Linked DNA regions of Macaca mulatta: region 1 is linked to region 2. Evidence: chromatin contacts called from public Hi-C data. All regions are on one chromosome and are shown on one strand. Each heading gives the region's core, a stretch centred on a gene start, on an enhancer-like site or on the middle of the called end of the contact. The rest is flanking DNA. Distances are from core to core; before and after follow the strand shown. Region 1 has its middle 47 kb from the start of PLXNC1. Region 2 has its middle 170 kb from the start of PLXNC1.

What was found. A called contact is a pair of places that touch in the nucleus more often than the background predicts.
Region 1: a contact with region 2 is called in a Hi-C map of fibroblasts, with 2.3 times the contacts expected there. The contact joins two enhancer-like sites. A contact is called at or near these places in 3 of 14 Hi-C or Micro-C datasets (blood, fibroblasts and liver).

Annotation. Positions count from the first base shown.
Region 1 is chr11:101,429,030-101,431,967 of T2T-MMU8v2.0, forward strand. No RefSeq gene overlaps it. Among named protein-coding and RNA genes, the nearest start is that of PLXNC1, 47 kb to the right of the region's middle. Within about 2 kb of position 1,637, at least 6 of the 40 cell types and tissues checked have an H3K27ac peak or open chromatin away from gene starts, as enhancers often do.
Region 2 is chr11:101,309,330-101,312,119 of T2T-MMU8v2.0, forward strand. No RefSeq gene overlaps it. Among named protein-coding and RNA genes, the nearest start is that of PLXNC1, 170 kb to the right of the region's middle. Within about 2 kb of position 1,437, at least 1 of the 40 cell types and tissues checked has an H3K27ac peak or open chromatin away from gene starts, as enhancers often do.

The DNA of each region.
Region 1 (2,938 bases), core at 387-2,886, 120 kb after region 2:
AGGCCGAGGTGGGTAGATGACTTGAGGTCAAACTTTCGAGACTAGCCTGACCAACATGGCGAAACCCTGTCTCTACTAAAAATAAAAAAAATTAGCCTGGCGTGGTGGTGGGTGCCTGCAATCCCAGCTACTCGGGAGGCTGAGGCAGGAGAATCGCTTGGACCCAGGAGGCGGAGGTCACAGTGAGCCAAGATCGTGCCTCTGCACTGCAGCCTGGATGACAGAGCAAGACTCCATCTCGAAAAAATAAAATAAAATAAAATAAAATAAATAGAAAGAGATGTCTCTAAATGTCTGTTCAACATGGAACAAAGCCAGCGGGTGCTTCAGCCTTGTTAAAAAGACACAGATGCTAAAGGCTTTCTTTTATCAACAGCCTCACACCCCCAAAGATCATTTCCACATAATGCAAATGAGCCCCAGTCAGGTCTGCCATGAAGATGACTCAGGCATGTGAAATCTCAAAACCTCTCACTCTTAGGAAAAGTATTTTTTTCATATTGGAGCTCATGGTGTGTTGGGGATGGAGTTGGGACACAAGAGTTGATGTAAACGTCTTGGCTTATGGCTTATCTGTTATGGAACACGCCAACCTTACTACCATACTAGATTCATCTAAGTCACTGAAAGCCTTCAACAAACCTCAGACTTCAGACCCGACTTCAGTCAGAACATGGAACAGCATCTTCGATGGAGTTTGAATGAATTTATCCTTCTTTCCTGTTCAGTTCATCTGTCACAAATTTGCAGAGCATGTGTGACACCCTTCCCAGACATCATTTTGGTCACTGGGGCTATGGAAGTGAGCATGACAGACAAGGTTCCTTTACTCAAGGAGGTCATACACTTACAAAGAGCCAGCAAGCAAACAAACGAGATGGCTTCAGATTGTGGTAAATCCTATCAAGGACACAATCAGGGACCTGGCACAGTGGCTCATGCCTATAATTCCAAAACTTTAGGAGGCTGAGGTCAGAGGATCACTTAAGGACTGGAGTTAGAGACCAACCTGGGCAACACAGTGAGACTCCATTTCTACGAAAAATTTAAAAATTAGCCAGGTGTGGTGGCACACACCTGTAGTCCCAGCTACTTAGGAGGCTGAGGTGGGAGGATGGTTTGAGCCCGGGAGTTCAAGGCTGCACTGAGCTATGATCATGCACTGCACTCTAGCCTAGATGACAGAATGGACCTTGTCTCTTAAAAGAAAAGGACATAATCAGGAACATGAGAGAGGGAGTGAGTATGAGGCTATGTAGGTGGCAGAGCCACTGCCCACCAGGGCTTGAGGGAAGGGTGCTCTGAGGAGGTGGTAGATACTTGAACTGAGGCCTAAGGCGGAGATGAACAAGCCATAGAAGGAGCTGCAGATAGGGCCTTCCAGCCAGAGGACATTGTGCATGCATAGGCATAGCTTTAGGAAGAGCTTGGTGTGTGCAAGTTGCAGAAAGAAGGCAGGCGCTACAGCCAGAGTACGATGAGCAAGGAGCAGGTGGTGGAGGCAGGCAGGGCAGTGGGGGTTGTGGGAGGGCTTCTGGCCAGTTATGGAAAGCCACAGGAAGATGAGAAGCAGGATAACGATCTGAATAACATATTTCAAAGAGTACGCAGGCTGCAGCTGCGGGGTGGAGAATGGATTGTGTGAGTCTCCTCTTTCTCCCGTCTTTCCTTTGGGAATATCACAGGAAGGGCAGCAAAGTGCTCACCCTCACCTTTCCCTTACTCAGTGGGACTCCGGACTCTCATGATAGAGATAAACTTTCATTTTCTGTCTTGTTTAGGCCACTGTTAGACTGAACATCTTTTATCCTTTGACCTAATTAGCAATGTCTGATCCTAGTTAATAAAGCTCTCACTTTTAGCTGCTCATAAAATCTCAAACTCTGGGAACCACTAGTTCGTGCCCTCCTTGGCCTTTGGCATATTCTATTCCTCCTTTTGTCTCTAATGTTTTGCTTGCATCCTTGGCACCGAACACCCACCCGATACCTAGGAGGTGTTCCATAAACACTGAAGAGGAGGAGGAGGATGCAGCGCCCAGAGGTGTCTTGTTGTCTTCAGACCTTATTAGTCATCAGGCCTCAGAAGAAATCTGTAATGTGGATTTCATCATGCAAAATGGCTCACGCCTTGCCGAGTGGCACTCAGCCCAGGAGTGTGAGCGGGGAGAGGAGATTTCAGCCAGACCCTGACTCTTGTTACTTTACCTGGGGATGTGCAGCCTTGAATGCACTGACTCACCATCCGCTTCTGGGAGGCTATGATTTTTATCAGTTTGCAGCAGCAGGAAGTGAGAAGAGAGCTTCTGGGAGGAAAAGGATGCCTGAGATTGAGCTGAGCACTTCAGCTGGTTCCCTGTCGCAGCCTCTGCCAGAAGTCTGTGTTTCCTGTGTAGCGTTTATCTTAGGGATGACCAATTAACGTGTTTATTCAATATATCTTCCCTTATTAGACCATCAGCTCCACCCAAACCAGGAACCAACTCTGCCTTTTTCACCCTGGTACCTGGCACACAGAAGGTACTCAGTAAAATATCAGTTGAGAAATAAATGAATGAATCAATCTTTTCATGAAGAGGAAAGAAATAAATAGAATCAGTTAAGCTTGACACAGGAAAACCTCTTTGTTTGTTTGTTTTTTGAGACAGAGTCTGGTTCTGTGGCCCAGGCTGGAGTGCAGTGGCACGATCTTGGCTCACTGCAAGTTCTGCTTCCCAGGTTCAAGCGATTCTCTTGTTTAGGCCTCCGAGTAGCTGGGATTACAGGCGCGAGCCACCACGCCCAGCTAATTTTTGTATTTTTAGTAGAGACCGGTTTTCACCGTGTTGGCCAAGCTGGTCTCGAATTCCTGACCTCAAGTGATCCGCCGGCCTCAGCCTCCCAAAGTGTTGGGATTACAGGCGTGAGCCACCGCGCCTGCCCCCCTTTGCAAGCTTTAA
Region 2 (2,790 bases), core at 187-2,686:
CAACCCATTTCTCTTTCTGGACTCCAGGCCACAAGAGGGAGAAGTCTGTGTGCCTACTGTAAGGACCTGTCTGGTGCCTCAGGTAAGACTCAGGTTCTAGCATCAGACAGCCTGGATTTGGCTCTTCTCTTCAACTACTGTAACTATATCATATTCAATTATTATGAGTAACTAAGGTCAGTAACTAATTTGAGTACTCAAGGTTATTTAACTCCTCTGAACTTTTGTTTTCTTCATCTATAAAGCAGGGACAATAACAGTAACTACCTCATGCAGTGATTGTGAGGGTCACGTGGGATGATTTGCGTAAAGCACTTAGCACAGTGCCTGGCACCAAGCTGGTGCTCAGTGAATGTTAGGCTGAATGGTGATTTGGTGAACAGAGCTGAGTCTCTCCCGCTGTTCTGGGAATATTAAAAGCATTATGATACATGTGCCTGGATACGGGGCTGCCAAGGCTAATCTTACATACATAATTGAGGAGGATGTAGGGATATGTTGGCTTCTCACATAATTATTTTACTAGCCTATGTTGCTGAATTCTCAGTCCTGTCATTACATATTGATTATTGCATGTTAGCAATCAATCAATAATTACTAAGAAAAAAATCCTGATAGTGCAGTGGGAAACTCACTCATTTCCTGCTCCAAAAGACATGGCCTTGTCCAACTAGTCAAGGTGTAGACAGCAAGTGCTCTTGGACTTCAGAGAAGAACTCTACATTGAACTTGGAGGATGATGACATTTAGACAGATGGAGATGGGAGAAGAGGACCCAGACAATGAGAAGAGAGGAGGCTGGAGAGCTCTGTGCATGGCAGAGGATAGCATATAAACCTCTGGTGACCAGAGGGTCTTTCAGGTACATACTGGGTGATTTTTCCTTGAAAAATGTGAATTCACTTGAATTGATATTTTATCATAGAATTGTAGAACCAGAAAGGAATTTTAAATCCCCTTATTTGAAGAAACTAAATACTGGGTCCAAAGTCACTCAGTTAGTTGGTAAGAGAGAGAGAGAGACTATAAACCCAGGTTATCTGATCCCAAATCTAGACTTTAGAGCTCTTTTACCCACTACCAAACCACCTCTTAATTAGTTTAGTTCTATTTCTTCTAATAAGGTGCTGAGATAATGAAGTGAGAGAAATTGAGGATTCATTGTGGGTAGAGTGGGTGGGTGAGAAAGGAGCACAAGAGGAAAGAGAAGAGGAGACCCAGGAGGAAGTGGGGAGGTGGGAAACATGCATCTCTAACCCTCAGCCTCTTCTAACCCTCTTTTCCTTCTGAACAGAGCCTAAAATGCATTCTCACAAAAGTATAAATCACCCAAAAGCCAGAATCAAAATATCGTGCTCAAGTAGCCTGTTATCAGGAGGGGCCTGGCGTGGAACACTATGTTGCAAGAACCAGCACATCTGAAACCCAAGTTCCAATTCCAGTCTGCCACTGACTCATGTTATAGCCTTAGGGAAAACATGCAGCCAATGGAACCACATAGAACATTCTAAAGGAATAATTCTGAAGATACTTGAAGACTGTTGCCATCATCCAGCCCTCCTCCCAAGGCTTTAGGTCTTCAGGCTAAATACTTTGCATTCTTTATCAGTTCCTTAATTTCCAATTTACCCTGATTGCCCTCCTCTGGATGAGTAGCAGTCTGTCAATGTCTCTTTTCAAGGCACCATGAATGGAACATAGATTCCAGCTGGGTGAGTAGATCAGTCCAATTCTCTCCTTGCCATGCACTCCAGACTTGTATTAATGGAGTTTGAGTACTGGGCCTCTCTGGCACTTTGTCTTACCTTTCCTCCCATGTGGATGCAGATCCACTCAGTTACACACATATCCATCCAACGAGGCTATCATCTACTACAGGCTCCTCCATTTTCTCCAGAAACAAATTCAGAAAGACTTTGTTAAATGCTTTGTAGAAATTCAGATATGTTATGTGCACAGACATATCTTGATTTACCTGTCTGTAGTCACAATCAAAACAAAAAGTTGTATTTGGTTTTTCTGAGCTTATGTTGCCTCCTGCTGGTCCCTACCTCTTGTTCCAAATGCTCATGGATCTTCCTGGTCTACAACCTGGTTCAGGTCACCTCCATGCTTACCAATCTCTCATTGTCAGGACCCACCTGCTTTCTGTAAAAACAAACAAACAACAGCAACAACAAAAACTTGTTCCTTACTTTTGGTTGTCTCTAGTTTTCCAGCATCCCCTCCATTTTCCTGATTACTGAGAGGATTACATAGAGCAGTTCAATCATCTCATTGCAAAATGCCTGATTATCCTGGCATGTAATTTTTATTTATTTACTTTAGAGATGGAGTCCTGCTCTGTCACCCAGGCTGGACTGCAGTGGTGTAATCATAGCTTACTGCAGTCTCTAATTTCTGGGCTCAGCCTCCTGAGTAGCTGGGAATACAATGGGCGCTACCACACCTGGCCCTGGCATGTAATTTTTTAGCATCTTTCTTGTAAAAGACAATTCTGGTAGAAGTAAGGATATAGGTGAAGATGCAACGTTTTTGTTTTTGTTTTTGTTTTGAGACAGAGTCTCATGGTGTCACCAGGCTAGAGTGCAGTGGTGCAATCTCAGCTCACCGCAACCTCTGCCTCCTGGGTTCGAGTGATTCTCCTGCCTCAGCCACCCAAGTAGCTGGAACTACAGGCATGTGCCACCATGCCCAGCTAATTTTTGTATTTTTAGTAGAGATCAGGTTTCACCATGTTGGCCAGGATGGTCTCAATCTCTTGACCTCGTGATCCACCCGCCTTGGCCT